Linked DNA regions of Mus musculus: regions 1, 2, 3, 4, 6 and 7 are each linked to region 5. A link is a contact called in public ChIA-PET, HiChIP or PLAC-seq and promoter capture Hi-C data. All regions are on one chromosome and are shown on one strand. Each heading gives the region's core, a stretch centred on a gene start, on an enhancer-like site or on the middle of the called end of the contact. The rest is flanking DNA. Distances are from core to core; before and after follow the strand shown.

Region 1 (3,085 bases), core at 498-2,997, 550 kb after region 5:
CTCAGATGGTAAAGGCTCTTGCCGTGCGTGCCTGGCCATCTGAGCTCTGTTCCAGGAACCCACATGAAAGTAGGAGAACCAACTCCACAGAGTTCTCTAAAGCCACCGCTGTACTGTCCCCACTTCCCACCCTCCCAGACACATTCAAGAAACTTTCTTTTTTTGAGACAAGGTCTCAATAGATCATGTCTACAATAGGTCTACATAGACCTAGCTGGTCTTGAATTCATGCTCCCCCTCCTGCCATAGCCGCAAGAGTATTGGGGTTACAGGGATGTGCCACTCCAACTAGGATAGACAACTGACAGCCTGTATTAAAGATCTACCACCTTGATACATTAACACAACCTAAGAGTCTCAAAGTCATTTCCATTATGAAATGTCAGAATAATGAAGGCTTTGCCTACATGTCTAGGGTGGAAATTTCGTCTCAAAACACCTTTCCTGACTCAAAGGAGTCCCAACTGTCTTCACTCAAGGAATTTGAAATACTAATCGATTTTTCAAAGGATCTCTACCTTGGCCTTTATAAAAGCTTTACCCCTATGCTAAGTCTCAAGATTCGTTCTTCGACGGAACATACAGTTACCACTATCTAACCAAACTGGATCAAATCCACACAATTCATCGGTGTCCAGTAAATACATATTTTATCGCCTTTTTTTTTTCAACCTTTTTTTTTTTAATGCTTTCTAGAATCTACTGGGTATCTAGGTTTTTCTACAAAGCAGGTGCTTTCAGTGAGCTGAGTTTTTCTTTGTGGAGTTGTTGTTTAAAAAAAGAGAAAGGGATGTATTCTGGAGAGTCGAGGAGCAGCGTGGGAAAATGAAGTGCCGAAGACTGCAGGCAATGAATGATGTCCTGGTAATCACTCTGCTCCAATTTTCAGGTTTCCGAGGCAATGATTCGCTTGAGTTCTTTGCGGCCGCCGCCGCACCCCCCCCCCCCCCCCACACACACACACACTCCACAATCACCCAACCCCTCCATCCCAGCTGCCACACGTATCGCAGCAAATTTCCACTCTTTCTCGGTTTCCGGGATTGAGGCTCCAAGTCTCACTTCTTTTTCTTAGACTCCATCCACTGGAGGAGAAAAGCGCCTTAGCGCCTTGAGTTTTGATCCCTAGCTACCGGAGGCTGACATTTAAGAAAGAAGTTGGACAATAACTTCCAGGTTTCCACTGAAACTATGCCAGACTCCTAAGTCTCTTCTCTGCTCAGCCAGGATGCAGAGGTCTGAGGGAGGTCACTTTTGAAAGATGGACTTTGACCCGATCCAGTTACAGTAACCAGATCCCCAGGGCGCAGTCCCCAGCAGGACGTGCGGGCTCCCCTGGAGACCGCGACTCCGTGCACTGCCACAAAAGGGGGAAAAGCGGCGCAGACAAAAGGGCCCCGCGGAGGCTGGGGGGCGGAGAGCGCGAGTGTGCGCCGGCCGGCCACAGGCGGGGACACCGCCGCGGGACCGTTGTGGGAGGGCCGAGGAGGGAGGAGGCTACCGCCCGCCACGCCCTGGCTGCACTGACCGCCGCGGGCGCCGTTAACCCCCCACCCAGGCTCGGCCCGCGACCCCTAGTCGAGCCGAGCCTGCCGCTGCTGCGCGCGCGCGGGAGGTGCTCACTTTCCCAAGTTTGGGGAACTTACCCAAGTCGCCGCTGCCTCCTCGGGTTCCCCAGCACTTTCTCCCGGAAATCCTACCTGGTCTCTGGCCGCCTGGCTCCAGCCAGAGCCTTCGGCCCCAGGGGAGGGGGGGCGGAGGGAGCGGGCCGGACAGTGAGGAGGGTAGGAAGTGCCGCCGCGGAGCCTCACGGGACTTGTAGTCCACTGCAGTGGCCAGCGGTGTGGCGAGCGGGACAAAATGGCGGGAACTGCCGGCCCTCCGCTGCGAGGCGCCTGACCCCTACTCTGCCGATCTGGGCATGCGCCGCCAGAGTCCGGTGCACTGCATATAAACGGATTTGGGCACCTTGCCCAGTTCTGAGCAAGGGGAAGGTCTCGGGACTTGGGAGGACACGTTCGGGAACAGACTCTCCCGGCGATGCCCAAGAAAGGATGTGTGTGTTGTGCTCTACAAAAGAAGTCCAGTTTGTTTCAAACTATTGATAACCAGTTTTAAGTGCAAAAAACTTACAAACAAGTTACCCGCGGTGTTTTGTGAAAGTACAGAACCCAGCCTATTAAGCGCAGACATTCTACACCCCCCCCCTCCCAACTAAATTTTTTTCCCACTAACGATTACCTAGTAGAAGCCACCATCTGTTTCTAAGTGGCACTCATTCCAACCTCCAGGGCTATATCACCCTCCAGACCCCCTTCTTGCCACTGCTGGAGGATCTTTTTAAATGCCAAACCCATGGGTTACACCCATCTTAGACGGAAAAGTATACATACGATACATACAGAGGGAAACATAGAAAAACTTATACCTTTCAAATACGCAATCTATAACATTAAAAATATCAATACGCCGGGCAGTGGTGGTGCATGCCTTTAATCCCAGCATTTGGGAGGCAGAGACAGGTGGATTTCTGAGTTCGAGGCCAGCCTGGTCTACAAAGTGAGTTCCAGGACAGCCAGGGCTATATAGAGAAACCCTGTCTCAAAAAACCAAAAAAAAAAAAAAAAAAAAAAAGCAATAAATTACAACCCAGTTGTGGTGTCACACACCAGTATTCCTAAATGCTCTGGAGACAAGGGTTGGATTATTGCTGAGTTCAAAATCAGTTTGATCTACAAAGTTCCAGGCCAAGCCAACCAGAATTACATAGTGAGACCCTGTCTCAAAACAAACAAACCCAACAAAAACCAATGCAGGCCAGCCAGCTGCTGTCTGGTAATATAATAATAACAACAGTGACAACGACGATGACAACAACAACAATAATAATAATGGCTGGAGAGATGGCTCAGTGGTTAAGAACTTGCTGTTCTTTAAAGGGGCTGAGTTCTGTTCCCAGCACTATATATCAGGTAGCTCACAACTCTAACTACAGCTCCAAGGGTTGTGAACCTCTGGCTATGTGAGCACTTGCACTCATGTGCACATACTGCATGCAAATACTCACCTACACACAACTGGAATT
Region 2 (3,070 bases), core at 169-2,668, 640 kb after region 5:
CGGCAATAGACCTTCCACACTGCTCTAGGCTTAGAAAATCAAAAAGGATCAGTATCTTCTGCAGTGCCAAGCATTCTCCAAAATCCTAGTCACACACAGTCCAGAGAATGAGGGCTAGGCCTCTCTCTGTCCCTTTCGGGCCTCAATTTTCTCATTCTGTAAAATGGGGTTAAAATACGTTTTGTATTTGCTGTCTTTGTCAGACAAAACCTATATCCTGGCATCTAGTAGGTGCTCCATACACGACATAGACTATGTCCACTATCGAGACTGCTGGGAGGGAGACGGGGGCTTTATACTGGCATTATACCTTGTCTCCCTGTGAAGTCTCTCTACGCTCTGAGGAGACAGCAAAACAAACTTTGAGGACCCCAGAACAATTTAATAGGAAGCAATCTATCAAGGGACCAAGGGTTATCCGCTTTCTCCCCTAGCTCTCTCAGGCTGCCGCCGCCGAGGATCAGGCCGCCAGCCAGACCCATAAAGCACTCGGACCAGTCTCCAGATCGGGGGTGCAGGTAAGGACTGAAAAAGGGAATCGACCTTCCCTGGTCAGTCCCAGGTGGTTTACTCCCTTCGCTGAGCGACAGGACCAGAAACCGATCCTAGAAAGAGCTCCCAGCCCGCCTGCCCCCACCGAGAGGAAGGGATTCTGCGGAAGGGGGCGGGGAGGAGGAGTGGTCGGGTCTCTCCGGCCGGGATTTGCCTGGACTTGAAGACGCTCGCTTTAGCAGAGAACAAACCCAAAGAGCCACGAGAAGGCGTCCCCTCTCATTGGCCAGGAGTCCGAAGGAGCCAGGGAGGGCTCCGCATCCCCCTCCCTCCCAGGGTGGTAGTGGGGAGGGTAAAGAGAGAGAGGGCAGTGGGGAGGGGAAGGGAGAGCGGAGGCTGCAGTTGATGCAACCCTAGCCCTAGCTTACGTGCTCTCAGACCCTAAGCCCGGGGGGAGCGCACCAGACTTAGACCGGGTCTGCCCGAAGCTCGGCGGTGGCTGGAGGAGAGCGGGTTCGCCCGGCTGTTGCTTACCTCTCGGGTCTCGGGGCCGGCCACACCACCCCTGGTGAACGGCAGGTAGCCCTTGATCTCGGAATGGCACTCGGAGTCCGCTACGATCATGGTGTACGCCAGGACCCGGCCGCGGCTCGTCCGCGCCTGGGACACCCGAGGGGTCTAGGTCGGGCGCGCACAGGAGGCCGGGACTAGGGGTCGCCGGGGAAGCTCGAGATCCCCGGGCTGTCTCTCGGGATTAGGAGAACCGGCGCTACGGCGATAGACACTCCTTTCAGCCCAGCTTGGAAAACTGCGGCCGGCCTCGGAGGCCTGAGATTGGCCGCGGCGCAGAGGTTTTCACGGCCCGGAGTGCCTCGGAAGTCCGCAGTGGCCAGCGCTGCTCGGGAAGCCGGCGCTCCTCACCATCCCCACCACGGAACTGCCAGCGCTCGCCCGGCTCTGTCAGCCCGCTGCGGTCCCTGGGGGAGGGCGGGGACACAAAAGTCCCACGGCGCAGCCAATCAGATGCCTGTTTCTCGGGGAGGCGGAGCCGACACCTCCCTCCGGAGCCAACCTTCCGTCCAATCAGCATCGACAAGCGCCTGGGAACTCTGGGAGCTGTAGTTGGCCTCGCACAGATGCTGCAAACTTTTGCATGAAGGCGTTAGTCAGGTCTCTGGCAATACCAGATGAGAGTGACAGCCCAAGGAGTCATTAGGGCTGCGTGATGAAACGGGACTTCACGGGGCTGGGCCAGACAGCCAGGTGTGAAATCCCTTCTGAGTAAGTTCTTCAGCTTTCCAGTTCCTGGAGGGACTGGTTAGGTCTGCAGAGAGTTCTAACCACACACATCCAGTTCTTCTAATTATAGATCAAAACCCACAAATTTGAAGCCAAGAGCCACCACCCTGTCCCCTCAGGCCCTGAGGGATCTGCACCTTCAGAAACACTAAACCAAGGAAATCACCTTATTTGTGGAGTCTCTGGAAAAGCCCTCACTGAAATACCCTTGACAATCTCAAATTTAATCTCAATCCTCATTGCTACAATTTCCCCTCTTCTGTCCTGCCTTGGGTGCCTTCACACCGCCTTCCACCCTCCAGGCACTCATGGAAACTTTGTAACTTAGGTGTTTGGCTTGATCTATTTCTCACTTCTCCCTCTGGCCACTCCTCTCTGACTCCTCTTTTTCCATCCACTCCCTAAACGTGGGTGCTCTCCTAGTTTCTGTTTTTAGCCCTCTTTTTCTCTAGACATTCACTCTCATGACTTCCCTACACTCACCTCTTCCATCCAGATCTCAGCACTTTACCCTTGATTCACCCATTCACTTCTACTCATCTCCTTCGCGGTTTTTCTTCAGGCCTCTCCCGTTTCAAGTTTCTCTTTATTCTGGTTAAGGAGTCCTAGACAGAGCTGGAGCTGATTAATCCTCTCAGTTCCTGCCTGAAATAGTCTTGAGTTTAGGCTTATGATACCAAAGGTGATCTCCTGACTTGGTCTAATGCCTTCTGTAGGGAAGGGAGTTCACCTGCATGCTCCTTAGAGCCCTAAACTCGGGCTGGACCTTTCTCTCTGTGTTTTAATACTTTCCATACTGTAACTTGTGTTGTCATATTCTGTGTATTTGTCTTATCTGAAAGTTTTTATTATAAACTTGTTGAGGGCAGTGTCTACATTTAGACTTTTTTTTTTTCTTTCTACCTTATGCCACCTGGCACAACGTGCTTCTAATAATATACCCTTGGCCACTGAATATCCCTTTGGGTTAATTCTTTTCTAAACAACTCTATATCAGATTCAGCTTTCTCCTTAAAAACATAGACTCAGCCGGGCATGGTGGCACACGCCTTTAGTCCCAGCACTTGGGAGGCAGAGGCAGGTGGATTTCTGAGTTCAAGGCCAACCTGGTCTACAGAGTGAGTTCCAGGACAGCCAGGGCTACACAGAAGCCTGTCTCAAAAAACCAAAAACAAATAAACAAACAAATGCATATACTCTGTGGGATGAGGATAGAGGATAATATTACAGTGTCCACTTAGGACCCCAAGGCCTTGGATTCTATTCCCAATACCACACA
Region 3 (2,980 bases), core at 362-2,861, 930 kb before region 5:
CTGTGTTGCTCCGGGGGACACAGACCAGTCATTCAGAAGGGAGCTGAAAGGGCGGTTTCACGGGTACAGCTGGGTCCAGCAACGGGGCTCTGTCCCTTGAGCCACAGAACGGGCACTGGCTCAAGCTCTCCCTGTCTGCCCTGCCAAGGGCCACACACCAGAACATACACCTCTCACCGTGGCCATCGTCACTGCCACCATTGCTGCCCTTCATGTGACCTAGATGGGACCCCATTCATTACTACCTTCTGTTAACTTCTGCATTTGCTTGGCACTGTCCTTGGGCCTCAGGGCCAGGAAGGGGACCGAGATAGAAGAGACCTCCAGGCCAGAATGGCAAAAACAGCTATGTAGCACAATTTGGGAGAAAGGATATTTGCTGCAATTTCTGGGACCATACAGCCACTCTGGAGAAGAGAGACCTCTGAATAGTGAAAGGAGGGGTCAGCAGCATGGAGGTTTCTTCTGGGTCTGCAGAGATGCAGAGGGCTGGGAACTGGGGACTGATGGAACCCAAATGGGAGAAGACAAAGAGAAGTTTGTCTCTAACATAGCTACAAAAGGGAAAATGCCTTGACTCTGCCCTTGAACCGGCTGTGTGACTTCAGGCTAACCTCTCTGGGCTTCCACTTTGGCATATGGAAAGTGGGCTGATTGATAGACTCCATCTCTCTGCTTGCCTCACAGGTATGTGGGGTGTGAAGGATGATGCTATGGTTGCTAAAGATATCACTGTGGACTAGATCAGCTATGCCTGAGGAGTGCACAGGGTCTTTCCTTGTAACAGTGGCAATCCCCTGCCTCATCTTCCTTCTCCGGTCTTCTTGCTGCCTCCCCATGTAATCTCACAAGACTCGCTTGCTTCGCTGTGAGGATTAACAAAGATAGTTCAGGAAATTCCTCAGGCCCTGTCCCTAGCTCTGTGAGCCAGCACTGACACCGTCTCTCCTCCCAGAAGAGGGATGAGGCACAGAGAGGCGCAGCAAGCTGCCCAAGGTCACACAGGTACATGATCTGCCTCTCATATCTGCCCCTAGTCAGTCCCTCTCCGAGCTCCCCATTCTCTCACACACTAAGCACAGCCACACTACTTGGTTGCTACCAAGATCTGGGAGAATCGTTCTGGGGTGGAGCTAGTAAAAGGAAAACACTGGATGGTCGGCTCTGCTCGTGCAAAGGCCCCGTGGTTTTTGGAGAGAATCGGTGCAGCTGGAGAAGGTGTGTGTGTGTGTGTGTGTGTGTGTGTGTGTGTGTGTGTGTGCACGTGGTTAGGAAGCATATTTAGCGAGAAACCTGGGCTTGGAATTCCGGGTGGGGAGGACTTGGGTGTGGGAAGAGGGGCAGTGCAGGGCTCAAGTATCCCTGAGCTGTAGGTCCAAGTCAGCACGGGCTCTGGCCAGAGGAGCCGCCCCCACCCACCTGAGATTTCCTGAATTCCAGCTGTGGCTCGAGTTCCTTCTGCAGGCAAAGGGGCCCTTGTGGTCAGCTGCCTCTACCCTCCCTTTCAGACACACACCTCCATTCAGACTGGCCCCGCCTTTGGGGGTTGGGGCAAGGGTGCTGTCCCCTGCCCAGTGGTTGATAAGGCAATCTCCCCCTCTGGTCCCCTCCAGTGTGCCGCTGCCGCTGTCTGTCTGAGTTGCTGCAACCATGAAGGTCACCTCTGGTCCAGCCTTTGCTCTCTGTAGCCTGCTGCTCCTGCTGCTGCTGCTGCTACAGGTCCCTGATAGCCTCAGTCTTGTCCCCCAGCCCAGAGGTAAGGGGACCATGGATGCTGGGGACATTGGATCTGTGACCCTTGACAAATGGCCTGGGGGGGCTGAGCACAGAGACAGATGGAGGCTAAATGGGAATCAGGGTTTGGAGGGTGTCGGCTCAGGGAGGGCAGTGGAGATAATGGTATTAGTGAAGGCCACCAGGACAGGTGATCCTCAGGGCCACCATGCTGCAGGGACCAGAAGCCCCCACAAGAGCCAGCCGGAGTCAGGAGCGGCACCAGGCCCAGGGCTCTGTGAGCGCAGCGCAGGAGACCAGGTGTCTGGTCAGTTTCCACAGCCCTTTCCAGGGCTGGGCTCTGGCAGCCCCGAGATGCTCAGCAACTGAGGTGGAGAAGGAGGACCTGTCTCAGTCTGTGCCATGAGATAGCCCCAGAGCCACAAGGGGTCAGGTTCAGAGTCGTGGATATGGTCAACTCTGCCTTTGGATCCCACTTCTCCATTTGGAGGCTGAGCAGGCAGGAAACATCTGTCACCGTAGATACAGAACACGTTTAAGGTCTCCCGAGAAACTCAGATGCCAGGGCTTTGAGGCACATCTTTCCTTTTCTGATCCTTTGTGCCCAACAGGGAATGGACTTGTTCCTATGTGGCATGGGCTGGGCAGGGCAGCCTGTCCCAGAGCCCAGCTCTGCTATAGGAAGGGACATCCACCCTCAGCTTAGTCTCCCTTTGTATGAATGGGAAATGAGGTTCAAAACTGTGCTACCCCCTGCCCTGGGCCACAGAGCAGCCAAGCCAGGGTCTGAGCCCAGGCCTGTCCCATCCATTGCTGGCGCCTCCCAGTCACTGGTGCTGCCTTGCTGGAGATCTGGAGGAACGTTGTTTCTAGGGTCAGGGTGTCTTGGGGCCCACTTGGCAAAACAAGGGTGACAATGTGGCATCAGGAATTTCTGCTTCTTTCCTGTCCCGGGAGGGAAGTGACTTCAAATTTGCTGATGAAGAGACAGTGGGTAGGTACCCTGATGGCCCTTAAGGAAGTGCCAGCCTTAGTTCCTCAGTGTACCCCTGGCTAACATTCTGCCAGCAAGTCAGGCTAGTCTCTACATGCCTTTGTTTGTTCTTAGAGGTTCCTGCAAAGAGGTGCAGAGAAGAAGTATGTGGTCTAAGACCAGAGGGGTCTTCCGCCTTCCTCCCCACGGGCTGAGCCGAATGCCCGAGACTATACACTGAGCTGAGACCTAAATCACTGAGACCCACCCTCG
Region 4 (3,116 bases), core at 437-2,936, 990 kb before region 5:
TAAATGGATGGATGAGCAGGAGAATAAACGAATACATGAGAGATCTCCCTTGGCTAAATCACAGCCTTAGGAGATTGACAGGAGAGAAACCTATAGTTGATCTGTGACCCCAGCACTATTATCCCACTTTACAGATGTTAAGACTGAGGTTTGACTCTATGAAGCCCAGAGAAAGGTGGTGGCAAGGAGAGGGTTTCTGTTAGTCACGGCTTGTATTAAGACAAAGATCTGAGGATAAGTTATTTCTGGGGAGAGGAGGAATCCCTTTTATTCAGCAAAGCTGCCTTCTGGTGCCTGGGGCTGTGGCCTTGACTCTGTTGGGAGCCTGTCAGGTCAGCAGCTTTTGCGGGTGAACCTAGCTGAGGTTCAGCCCAGAGAGCCTCTTCAGAACATACTAAATTGGTGGTCCTTACCCTTCCCAATGCTGCTGCCCTTTAAAACAGTTCTTCCTGTTGTGGACCCCCAACCATAAAATTATTTCATTGCTCCTCCATGACTGTAATCTTGCTAGTGTTATGAATAGTAATGTACACATGGCTGGAATCTCAGCCTTTGCAAATGTGTGCTTCTGGGTTTGAATTCTGCTTTGCGGCCTGATGGCTGAGTGGCACTGGGCAACAGTTTAATTTCTTAGGACCTCCTGCAAGTGGGAACAGGGGGCTTCTTAGCAGGTCTGTGGGAGGTCTCTCTCTCTCTGTCTCTCTGTCTCTCTGTCTGTCTGTCTCTCTCTCTGTTACACACACACACACACACACACACACACACACACACACACGAGTGCCTTACCAGCATTCACTTATGGGACTTGGGTTAGGTTAAGAATTAGGCCAGAACACTTCCAGCCAAGCACCAGGACTTTGCCACATTTCTCCACTTCTTGGGGTCACCCAGAGACTCATAGGTGGGGCCTGGTGCATAGCTAAATGAAGGGGGAAGGCGACTGGATTTGGAACCCTGCTGCACCTACCCATACATAGCCTGCAACCTTGGGCCCCCTTAAAATCCTAGTTTCCCCTTCTGTACTTTGGGTAATACCACCAAGCCCAACAGACCTAAAAGAGTCAAGTCAGATCATGAGGTGGCCGGTCCTTAGACTCAACGAGTGCTGTATATTTTTCAAATTGCACTGAGCTTGCTGGCTAAGCCTATTTTTCCAACTACTAGGGTGGCCAAGCTGGGATGATCCTAAGTTCAAAGCTTGCCTGAGCTTTAAGTAAGACCCTGTCTCAAAATAAAACAATGTAAAAAAGGGAGGCCTGAGGCTATAACTCAGTGTTAGAATGCTTGCCTGGCCATTAAAAAAAAAAAATTGTCTTCTCCCGGGATGTCTGCATTGAATTATTTGTTTCTGAACGGTGTGGGTGGCTGGTAGCTGGGTTTCTCTACCCATCAGTCACTCATCCACCCAGGCATTTCTCCCCGTAGAGGAGCAGGCTGGCATCGAAAAGGCATGGAGTTCTGGGTAAGGCAGCTAGTGAAGAATGTGCAGGAGAGGCCCGACCAGAAGTGAGCCGGTTCGCTCCGTTTGCAGCCTGACAGGGCTCCAGTGTATGCGAAGGTGTAGAAGCCTGCTCTGTGCGTGGCGCGAGGGGCGGGGGGGCGGGGAGCTGTGTCTTAATGGGAGGCTGCTGGAGGAAGGGTTGTTTCCAGCCGCCTCCTGAACCCACTGCTGGCTCTCTGGCAAATGAAACATGCCCGCCCCCTGCTGGACATCAGGCTAACCTCACGTTTGTATTCAAAGACGGCAAGGGAAATGACATATCCGGAAAGGTGGATTTAACAATGGCTCTAGGAAGCTCTGTGTGGGTCTGGGGACTTGTACAGGGCAGGAATTTGCAGCTGTGACTCCGTGACTGAGCCCTGGCAGTGCCTGGGGAGGGGGAACCTCTCCTCTGGGAGAATCCTGGCAGCTAGCCCCAGCTTGCAGGAGGCAGGGTCGGATAGGAGGCTGTAGAGAGCAGAGGGGGTTTCAAATTCCCAGCCCCTTGCCTCATCTGGCAGGCTTGGTTCTGGGATTTCCTGTTTTGTCCCAGATCAGCCCCAGGGGGTAACATGATAGCCATGAAAAAGAACTCAAAAATATATTCACTAGTCTCTCTCTGTGTGTGTGTGTGTATGTATGTGTATAGTGCATGTGTCCATGTGTGTGTGTGTCTGTGTCTTGACATCCATCAGCAGCTGCCCTGGGCTGGTGACATCACTTAGCTAACACTTTGTTGTTCCTTTAAAGCAGTGACCCTGCCCCCACATCCCCAGATTGCCACTGTGAACTTGTTCTGCCTTCCCCAGCATCAGGTTGTGGTAGAGGTGGAGTGGGGCCACAAAACGCAGGTCAATGGTTGGAAGGAGAGGTGGGTGGACTCAGACAGAGTTCCCTAAGGCTGGAGCAGGACAGTGGAAAAGCTGTTTGGTGAGGGGCAGGTTACCTGAGCCTTTAGCTAAGGGGGGTGGCACCCCTCAGTGTCCCGAGGACCCTGGTAGGCCACAGCTGTGTGATGCTGGGCACTTGTGGCTCTTGTCAGTCTGACCTCCTCTTTCCCTCTGTCTTTCTTCCTGGCTGAGCTACAGTGCACAGGCATGTGCATGTGCACATGTGTGCATAGGCACCCAGCTCCACGTGCTCTGCATGTTCATGCCTGCAAGCTAGAAGCCAGGATTGCTAGAGACAGGGACCCGGTTGGCTTGACTCTCCCAGAAAGGGGTTTATCAGCACTGGAAATTGACATGGGGGCTTTGCTCTTCTTGTATCCTCTTCTCGCTCTGGCCATGCTGGCCTTAGGTGGCCTTCCATGTTCAAAAGTCACCAGACTTCTCCCTGTGGTGGAGGCTCCTTCCTGTGATCGTGCCTTCTCTGCTTGGAATATCTCATCCAGGTGCTGATAGGTGGGAACCTGCTGTGTGATGTCATCTTCCAGGGGCTCCTCCCCTGGTTACTTCCACTAATGCCTCCAGGTCCTGGCTAACTCGCCGATGTAGCCCTCTTCCTGGGCCTGCTCCTTTTAGAATCCTACCTCTCTCTCAGACTAAGCTCTGGAGTGGAGACTTCATCTCTTGTATTCCCTACTGTGCCTCTGGGACTACAACAGTAGTTGTAGTGCACACAATAGGCTGTCAAT
Region 5 (2,868 bases), core at 310-2,809:
CAGGTGTAAGCCGGGCGTGGTGGTGCACGCCTTTAATCCCAGCACTCGGGAGGCAGAGGCAGGTGGATTTCTGAGTTCGAGGCCAGCCTGGTCTACAGAGTGAGTTCCAGGACAGTCAGGGCTATACAGAGAAACCCTGTCTCAAAAAAAAAAAAAAAAAAAAAAAAAAAAATCAGGTGTGATGCACACCTGCAATTGACAATCACAGTTCTTAGAAAGGCTTTTACAGGTTAGTCAAAGGCCATTAGACATAGAAAGTTCTTGTCTTAAAAAAGAAAAGCCAAGTGCTGTATGGTAAATTAACTTCTAAAGGAATACTTAAGAAACTGCCTCTAGAAAGGAAAGCAGAAGATGCAGAAGAGAAAACTTTACCCAGCACATCAGTTAAAGTGGAAATGCAGTAAAGAGACTAAACCCCTCAGTGATTCCTGGGCAAAGCTGAAAAGGAACCTTTCATTACTGAGCACCCACATGCCCCAGCACAGTTCATTACATTTGGTTATTTTGGCAATACACTGGACATCTATAGATTATAATCTTGCAGGTTAGAAATTTTTTCTGAGCTGGCAGAGATGGGGTACACCTTTAACTCTAGCACTTGGGAAGCAGGCAGGTTTGAAGCCAGCCTGGTCCACAGAGGGAGTTCCGGGACAGCCGGGGATATACAGAAAAACCCTTTCTCAAAATGAATAAACAAAAAAAGAAAATAGTAATTTTCTGTCGTGCTTAATCTAACTACAAGGCACTAAACTGAACGGACATAGTTTGGCACATGCTTTTAATCCCAGCCAATAGGCAGACAGGCAAAGTTTCAGGCCAGCCTGGTCTACAGGGCTATTTCTAGGACAGTCAGAACTTTTTTGTTTAAGGATTTATTTTATGTGTATGAGTACAGTGTAGCTGTTTTTAGACAGACACCCTAGAAGAGGGCATCCGATTCCCATTACAGATGGTTGTGAGCCACCATGTGGTTGCTGGCAATTGAACTCAGGACCTCTGGCAGTCAGTGCTTTAAAAAATAAAAATTAAATCTGAGATGTAACTCAGAGATAGGGCACTTGTTAACATCCGTATGGCCCTGAGTTCGATCCACAACACCGCAAAATAATACCGAACCAATTATTGGAACACTTTTACATACCTAGTATCGACACTGTAGAGACAACCCTGAAAGTACAAGGAAGATAAAAGAGACTCAAAGATCCGAGAGAAAGGAAAATGGGCCCAAGGTCATGGATCCACTAACTTCCCACAGGGACGTTTACCGAAAACCACCCCAAAACAGAAAGTCTACCAGAGCAAAGGACAAAGGCGGGAACACCCGCTCGGCGCGCACCCGCGCAGGCACTTCCGGGGGAAGTGCCGCTGCCACGGCGAGCTCGCGAGAGGACGTGCTGCAGCTGTCGCTCACTCGGCCAGGTCCCGCCCCGCGCCGGCGCGCCTCCAGTAAAGCCCCGCCCCCGCCCCTGACCAGGCGGGAAGCGGGCGCGCGCTCCCTCCCGTTCCCCTCCGCCGGGGGGGGGGGGGTAGGGAGACGGGGGCGCGCGTTCTCGAGCTGCGTGCTCGCGTACGTCGCCGGGCTTCGGCTGCGTCCGTCCCGCCGCCCGCCCGTTACCGCCGCCGCCGCGTTTTCCCTTCGCCGGCCGCCGCCTGAGGGGGGCCGGGGCCAGCTGCCGCCGCCGGAATGCCGCGGGTGTACATCGGCCGCCTGAGCTACCAGGCCCGGGAGCGCGATGTGGAGCGCTTCTTTAAGGGCTACGGGAAGATCCTGGAGGTGGATCTGAAGAACGGGTGAGGAGGGCGGCGGAGGGGCCGGCCGGGGGGCTGACAGGGCCGCGGCTGTGGCTAGGAGGCCGCGGGGACGCGAGCGCGGCGCTCGCTGGGCGCTAAGCCGCCGCCGGCCTCCTCCGCTCCGCCATGGCGGCGGTGCCTCGGGGGCGCGGGTAGGCCCGGCTCCCACTGCGCCTGCGCGGGCGGGGGTGGTGGCGGGATAATGGGGACGGAGGCCCGGGTTAGACTGGGGCTCCGGGCGCCGGGGAGGCCTGGGTTTCCGTCGCTGGACTATGGGTCCGAGGCGGCCCTTTCCCGCTCTGGGGCTGCCAGGAGCAGATGAGGGTTCCGGCCCTCTTCTCCCCGTTCCCCAGCCTGACCGGCCAGAGGCTTCCCGGCGTGTGTTTCTGAGGACTGGAGCTCTGGCTTTTTCGCGTGCCACACTTTGGGCGGGAGACACTAGTTTTTGTAGTGCAGTGACAGTTTCGAAAGTACTGGCTTGCCGCGCTTCAAGCCTTGACCGCTCCCTTTCCGAGAGTAAATTAAAGTCCTAGCTCGTTATCTTGGGGAGTCCTTACAGAGTTTTCCACGTTGTGGTTTCGGCTCTCCAACTTGCCGGAAAATGATTGCTGTCGTAGGATTTTTTGAGTGGGTAAGGGCCATCCTGGCCAGGTCTGCGTCGGCTGCTGGTGCAAGTGGAGACACATCTCCAAATTGCCTACTTAACAGCTTTCCCCGTACAATCTGGGCTTGTATTTCTAATCTGCTTTGGCGAAGCAAGGCTAGCAGGGACTACCAGGTTCGGGGAAAACGGGTGAGTTGTCATGCCTAGAGATTGTACGAGCATCTTTTGCTTGGGAGCTGAGAATTATTAGGTAGGACTTGAAAGGCATTAAGCACCGGAACGGCGTCGGAAGCACTAAACCTTGGGTGTTAGGGGAACCCTTGGTTTTTGCTGTGTTTATTTCTTGCCTGTTTTGTTTTTTTCGACTTTGTGTTTGGTCCAATGAGACCAGTAGTAATTGACATTTGAGAAGACATACACTTTAGTATGAATGGCAAATGAACCAGCAGGTTCTCAAAGCTGTCTAGATTTCG
Region 6 (2,780 bases), core at 38-2,537, 590 kb after region 5:
GAGAGAGAGAGAGAGAACAGACAATAGGACAATAGTGGTAAATATCTATAATCCCAGGCCCCTGCAGCCAGAAGGGTCTACAGAGTGAGTTTCTGGCCATTGAGCCATCTTCCCACCCACCCTCTTTTAAACACAGTTACAGGAACCCTACAGTTGCCTATAAGTCATCTCAACTTGCTCTAGCCAGAAAAAACTGAAAACTTGGTAACACAAGCTCCTTGGCTGACTTACCCTGCAGGAGGTACTCCATCATGTTAATGGTGCCCCCAGTGACGGGCATCATGGTGACTGGAGGCGCCTCCATGATGCCTCTAATTAGGTTCAAGACAACAGAACTGCAAACAGATCTTCCAACCGGAGAAGCACAGGATCCACCTGGAAAAGTCACACTTGTCCATACCCTGTTTGCTGCGGCAGTGGCCTTGAAACCAAAGCTCATTCAGTCTTAACTTTGCACATCTGCTTATACAGCCGGTTCCAAGAACGGGTGACTCGGGAATAAGAGGGGTTCTAGCTCCGGAGATACGGAATAGCCATCTAGTATCAAGTTCTGAACCTTATAAACGTTTTTCTATGTAATCTCGAGGCAGCTATGTAACCTCTTGTTCCGAAACCTACTGTCTCGTTTAAAATAAGACCAAGGGTGTTTAACCCCACAGCCCTCGTCTCCCCCACCCACTACCTGGCTCGAAAGAAACCGACATTCATATTCAAAAATGGTAACTACACTGGGCTACACTGAGAGGCCTCGTTTCCAAACATAAAGAAATAAAAACCGGCTGTGTTGGGGGGAACATCTGTAATCTCAATACTTGGGGACAGAGTTAGAAGGACGGCTGCAGCTTCGGGCTAGACTGGTCTATATAGCAAATCCCGGCCAATTAGGGCATCACAGTGAGACTGTCTCAAAGAAAAAACAAAAGAAAAGATCCGAGGGAGACCTAAGGACCTTGTCCACCCTTCACTCTATGCGGAGGCCATGCAGACTCAGGGAAAGGCCCCAGGGCACACGAGCGATGTAACTAGAACTGGTTCTGCCTTTATGAGAACGCCTCTGCAAATGAGCCAGGCGGGAAATATGAAGTTAGAGTGACTGTCCCGGTCCTCCCACGCGGGCAGCCGGGACACGTGTGCACTTACACTAGCAACACGTCTCCGTCCGCGCTACAGATCCTTGTAAAGCTGGAATTAAATCCACGCGTGCACACCCGCAATCCGCACCCCCAAATGCCGCCAGCGCAGAGCCAGAGAAACCGCCAAACTCTCCCTTCAGCACTTCCGGTAGGAAGCTGAGGGACAGGAAACTTCTCCGCTACCGCCCCGAAAAGTAAGGGTGCCGAGAGGGCAAGGAACGCGCCCGCCTTCTGGCACCGGTGTGCAAGAGCGCACGCGCAAGGTTCGGGGCTGCTGTTGCTTTGGGGTCCTAGTCTAGAGTGGTACCGTGGAAGGTGACTGTCATAGGACAGCTCTAGGATACGTTTTTTTTTTTTTTTTTTTTTTTTTCAGCTTCGACGACCTGGATGTTTTGATCAGATCTCATAAAGCCGATTGGATACCATATTTAAATTTTGAACTCAGCCACTGGGGGGAGCGAGGAAGGAGAGTCACATTGAAAAAGAAGGGAGGCGGAGGTGGCGGGGCTGGCAGTGAAAGAGATGTAAAATGAATAAGTTAAAAATTAAATTAAAGAAAAAGAAAAGGAAGGGGTATGTTGTAAATCGGAAACGCTAACCACAGCGTTGTGTATTTATATATAGACCTCAGCAGGAACAATATTTTGTGTGCTTTCAAGGGTCTGGAGAAACAGCTCAGTGCTAGAGCCTTGTCTGACATGTGCAAGGCCATAAGTTTAATACAAAACAACAGCAAACTTGTTCAATTTACAGTGCATACCATAACTTTAAATACATGGGACCAGGCACAGTTCAAATCTGAGAACCTTGGGAAGCTGTGGTAAGGATCTCTCCAGCAGAGCCATTCAACGCTTAAACAATATTGTGAGGTTTTTAATAAATAAATAAATAAATAAATAAATAAATAAGTTAATTAATAAGGGCTAGAGAGATGGCTGAGCAGTTAATAGCCCCTGCTGCTCTCTCAGAGGTCCCAAACTCCCACATAGTGGCTAACAACCATTTATAATTTCCTTTCCAGGGGCTCTATTACCTTGTCTGACTACATCAGTCACTGCATCCGTGTGGTAGACATGCATACACACTTGCAAAAACACTCATAACACAAAATATAAATAAATAACTAGGGGCTGGGAAGATGGCTAAGCAGTTTAGAGCACTTGCTGTTATTCAGAGGACCTGGGTTCAGCCCTAACACCCATATCATGTGACTCACAACCACCTGCCACTCTAGTTCCAAGGGATCTGACACCCTCATCTGGCATCCATGCTAAAGGACATACATGGTACACATATATCTAGGCACACATATACATTAGATAGATAGATAGATAGATAGATAGATAGATAGATAGATAAGGATTTTAAATTCAACAAGTACTTATTGAACTCTGTACATATGCCAAACACATAAGGGACATAGAGTGAGGCACCCTTAATCTTTCAGGACCCCTCCCTCCTTAACATTTCCCCAAAGGTCACTACCTCAGGCAAGGGTACCTGGTTCCCAGTCAGTCTGGGCAGCTTGTATCAGCTCAGGGCTCCACCTTGCTGTCACATGAAATCAGCTTGCTTCTCTGCCACTTTGTTCTTCTTTCTGCCACCTCCTCCCATGGCTTGACAGTTTAATCTCTAATACATCTTTCT
Region 7 (2,863 bases), core at 85-2,584, 630 kb before region 5:
GGGGAGGGTAGGACAAAGACAGACAAACCAATGTCTCACCTTTCACTCTCTGGATCCAGAGCATGCTGTGCTGGTCATGCTTGCCCATTACAGCTGGTATAGTCCATGGCCGGCCAAACACCTGCAAGACTTGAGGTCCTCTTGCCTTAGGATACAGCCCACCCTGCTCAGGGCCAGTTGAGGGCGGTCATACACTGCACCCCAGGATACTGACAACCTCTCAGTGTTCCCTTTTGCATGGGACACTCATGGTTCTAGGATGTTTTCTACTGACTGGGGTCTATGCCTTTCTGTCCAGCGCTAATGTAAAAAGAAAGCTCTTATCTGTCTACCTGGAGGGATGCTCAAATGTTACTTCCTGCCAGTGTCTCCTCTGGCCCCATCCTGAAGCTCACAGCCTGGACCTGAGCATCCCCAAGGCAAGTTCATCCACTATTAAACTATCATAATTGGGTGTGGGGGCAAGTGCTGTAGCGTGTCCTGTGGTGCTCAGAGGACGACTTGTAGAGTCAGCTCTCTCCTTCCACCTTAAGGTGGGGTCCAAAGATGAAACTCAGGTTGCCAGGTTTGCATAGCAAGTGCCTTTGCCTGATGAGCCATTTCACCAGCTCCTTCCTGGTGTCCTTGGTTTTCATCCCAGAGAAACCCTCTCTGTCCCTACAGCACACAATGATCACTGTCCATGCCGGCCGGCCTCAGGAGAGTCCTAATGATGTCACCCTGCATGGCTCCCTCCCTAACACCGTTCCTCCCATGATGGCCTTGATTACATCCGGTATCTATCTCTTTCTTCCTCCCAGCCCAGCACACTGGCTCCTGGTGACTGAGACCTATTTGTCATTAGCTGTTTCTCCAGGTCTGCACATAGCAGGGCTCAGTGAGACTCTTTGGAGTGAATGAGGGTGAAGGCAGATGCTTCCAGCATCCCAAACTCTTTCCTTAGAATGTTCTGGACTTGTTTTCTGCCCCCGGGTACCATCACTTCCTGTCCTCTGTTCAGGAGGCTTTCTCCACAGCAGAAGACCAGAGGCAGCTGCCCTCCCCCCAGCCCTCCCTCCCTCCCTCCCAGTGACATTTTCTGGCTCCTTCCTGAGCTCCTAATAACAGCCACATTTTAGAGGTTGGAGGAGACTAGACAACTGGGTAAATCGCAGTTTTTTAAAAATGGGCCAAACATGGATTTACACAATAGCCTGTGACAAACGTGTCTTCAGGGGACGAGCTGGCAGCAAACATCCATTTTTCCAAAGGGCGTCACAGCCCTGGGAGAAATAATGAGGCCTGTTTAAGAGTCTGATCACTCCCCAGTGCTGACAGGCTGGGGAGCGAGAACTGCCTGCCTGTGCTTCTGTGCGCCCTGCAGTTCTATTCTTGGGCCCAGATAAGCATCCTGCTCCCAGGGGTGGCCTGGCTTGTCCAGCTTCTCTCCTCCTGCCTCCTGCCTCCCTCCTGCCCATACATTAGCTTAGGGAGTGTAGGGGACTAGAAGCTCCTGGGAGCCTAAGGCCCCAGGCGTTCCAGATAACCAACGAACCCTTTTGTTTTCCTGCCCCTGTGCTGGAGCCTGTAGCAGAGGGCCAGTGGAGCTACTAGCCATTACTTTGAGTCTTTGTGCACATCTAGGGTTTTTTTTTTTTTTTTTTTTTTTTTTTAGTTCCTTTCTTCTCTCCACCTGACTCTGGGTCCATTTTCTCTGCCTCTGTCATGGACTAGAAGAGAATGTGAGCCCTGTGCAGGCACCCGAGTATCCATCCTCCTGAGATGGTTTATCCCATTGTCAAATTGGCTAGCTTAGGAGTCACACCTCCACCCCACTTCCACCCGTATCTATGAGGGCATTTCCAGAGAGGTTAATTAAGGAGAGACGACTTATTCTGAAGTTGAGCTACAGCATCCTGTGGGGTGGGGTCCTACAGTGAATAAAAAAAAAATGTGGAGCCTGAGAAAGAGAGGTGCATTGTGGGCCAAAGACACTAACACCGGCTCCCTTGAGGAAGCCCAGTTGTTTGAATGACAAACTGGAAGAACAGGACATCCAGGAGGGAGGGACAGCCACAGTTCACTGGGCTCAGACCTGCAGCCTTTAGGTTGGAATTCTCCAGAAGGTTGTCCAGGTATTCTGGGGCAGCCCTCTCTGCCTCAGGCAGATCTGCCTTCAGGGACAAGGGAGGACGGCTCCTTGATAGGAGTGGGGAATGGGAAGGAGCAGAAGTGCCTGGGGCTCCTGCTCACTAGGTTTTGAGGCCCAGGTAAGCTGGAGGCACATCTGCAATGAGGGGACCAGGACTTCCCTTGCAGCCCTGATAAAGTCATTAGACTACAGCCCACTCAGGGATCAACCCTGCTGGCCACCAGTCATCAGCCCAGGACTGTAGGGCCATGCCTGAGAGTCTCCTGTTGAATAGGATTCTGGGAAAGAAAAGCTCTTCTCTCTTCTATGACCCCCACAAAGGTCGCCATCAGTTCAGTGTTGGGACCCCAGGATGATTGGGAGAGTCAAATGTCCACCTCGATGGAGCCACACCCCATCTCTACTACTACTACGTAGCTCAGCTCCTACACATGGATTTCTGGCTGTGAAGAGGGTGTTTCCAACAACTGAGGAGAGTTGGAGACTTGGGATCTCAGTGGACTGTCATTGCCCCACCCCGTCAACACTCCTTCCCATGCAGTAGGGACGGACCACGGACACTTCAGTAGGCTCCTACTCTGGTGAGCTGCACCTGGCTGATGGGAAAGGTGTCTTGTACTGAGTTGATGAGGAAGGGGTGCGTCTTGCTGGCTGTGGCAGCAGGGCTGGCATCCTTCTGTATGGAAAGCTCCAAGAAAGATAAGAAAGGCTCGTCAACCTCTCCCCTGTCAG

The links. Promoter capture Hi-C pulls out the DNA fragments that hold promoters and counts their contacts. ChIA-PET counts read pairs in DNA pulled down with a chosen protein or histone mark. HiChIP or PLAC-seq counts read pairs in DNA pulled down with a chosen protein or histone mark.
Region 1: a promoter capture Hi-C map of erythroid cells shows a contact between it and region 5, with 3 times the contacts expected there. The contact joins the promoter of Phactr4 here to the promoter of Srsf4 in region 5. A contact is called at or near these places in 4 of 39 promoter capture datasets (3T3-L1-derived adipocytes, erythroid cells, hippocampal neurons and 1 more) and 1 of 115 datasets of contacts at active chromatin or transcription factors (large pre-B cells).
Region 2: a promoter capture Hi-C map of erythroid cells shows a contact between it and region 5, with 3 times the contacts expected there. The contact joins the promoter of Sesn2 here to the promoter of Srsf4 in region 5. A contact is called at or near these places in 5 of 39 promoter capture datasets (3T3-L1-derived adipocytes, the C10 cell line, erythroid cells and 2 more), 1 of 484 Hi-C or Micro-C datasets (cortical neurons), 3 of 115 datasets of contacts at active chromatin or transcription factors (large pre-B cells, memory CD8 T cells and pro-B cells) and 2 of 9 other capture datasets (liver and pancreatic islet).
Region 3: a contact with region 5 is called in an H3K4me3 HiChIP or PLAC-seq map of craniofacial prominence, with 6 times the contacts expected there. The contact joins the promoter of Matn1 here to the promoter of Srsf4 in region 5. A contact is called at or near these places in 3 of 39 promoter capture datasets (cranial neural crest, embryonic stem cells and pre-B cells), 13 of 115 datasets of contacts at active chromatin or transcription factors (bone marrow-derived macrophages, craniofacial prominence, effector CD8 T cells and 9 more) and 2 of 9 other capture datasets (adipose tissue and liver).
Region 4: a contact with region 5 is called in an H3K4me3 HiChIP or PLAC-seq map of embryonic limb bud, with 6 times the contacts expected there. The contact joins the enhancer-like site here to the promoter of Srsf4 in region 5. A contact is called at or near these places in 1 of 39 promoter capture datasets (hippocampal neurons), 6 of 115 datasets of contacts at active chromatin or transcription factors (astrocytes, embryonic limb bud, embryonic stem cells and 3 more) and 2 of 9 other capture datasets (adipose tissue and liver).
Region 6: a contact with region 5 is called in an RNA polymerase II ChIA-PET map of memory CD8 T cells, with 7 read pairs. The contact joins the promoter of Med18 here to the promoter of Srsf4 in region 5. A contact is called at or near these places in 2 of 115 datasets of contacts at active chromatin or transcription factors (memory CD8 T cells and pro-B cells).
Region 7: a contact with region 5 is called in an H3K4me3 HiChIP or PLAC-seq map of stem cell-derived neural progenitor cells, with 4 times the contacts expected there. The contact joins the enhancer-like site here to the promoter of Srsf4 in region 5. A contact is called at or near these places in 1 of 39 promoter capture datasets (cranial neural crest), 7 of 115 datasets of contacts at active chromatin or transcription factors (embryonic forebrain, embryonic limb bud, embryonic stem cells and 2 more) and 3 of 9 other capture datasets (adipose tissue, liver and pancreatic islet).

Annotation. Positions count from the first base shown.
Region 1 is chr4:132,420,699-132,423,783 of GRCm38.p6, forward strand. Phactr4 (phosphatase and actin regulator 4) reads right to left here and starts at 1,748. Exons shown (of 13, transcript NM_001161797.1): 1 at 1,647-1,748.
Region 2 is chr4:132,509,038-132,512,107 of GRCm38.p6, forward strand. It overlaps Sesn2 (sestrin 2), which reads right to left and starts at 1,419. Exons shown (of 10, transcript NM_144907.1): 1 at 1,027-1,419. The coding sequence starts at 1,116.
Region 3 is chr4:130,942,774-130,945,753 of GRCm38.p6, forward strand. It overlaps Matn1 (matrilin 1, cartilage matrix protein), which reads left to right and starts at 1,612. Exons shown (of 8, transcript NM_010769.2): 1 at 1,612-1,756. The coding sequence starts at 1,651.
Region 4 is chr4:130,877,040-130,880,155 of GRCm38.p6, forward strand. No RefSeq gene overlaps it. Among named protein-coding and RNA genes, the nearest start is that of Gm35294, 7.5 kb to the left of the region's middle. Within about 2 kb of position 1,687, at least 59 of the 459 cell types and tissues checked have an H3K27ac peak or open chromatin away from gene starts, as enhancers often do. A contact at or near this core is called in embryonic limb bud, forebrain and hippocampal neurons, where this site is marked.
Region 5 is chr4:131,872,080-131,874,947 of GRCm38.p6, forward strand. It overlaps Srsf4 (serine and arginine-rich splicing factor 4), which reads left to right and starts at 1,560. Exons shown (of 6, transcript NM_020587.2): 1 at 1,560-1,791. The coding sequence starts at 1,685.
Region 6 is chr4:132,462,634-132,465,413 of GRCm38.p6, forward strand. Med18 (mediator complex subunit 18) reads right to left here and starts at 1,288. Exons shown (of 3, transcript NM_026039.3): 1 at 1,141-1,288; 2 at 232-375. The coding sequence starts at 304.
Region 7 is chr4:131,242,842-131,245,704 of GRCm38.p6, forward strand. No RefSeq gene overlaps it. Among named protein-coding and RNA genes, the nearest start is that of Gm25261, 5.0 kb to the left of the region's middle. Within about 2 kb of position 1,335, at least 56 of the 459 cell types and tissues checked have an H3K27ac peak or open chromatin away from gene starts, as enhancers often do. A contact at or near this core is called in embryonic forebrain, forebrain and stem cell-derived neural progenitor cells, where this site is marked.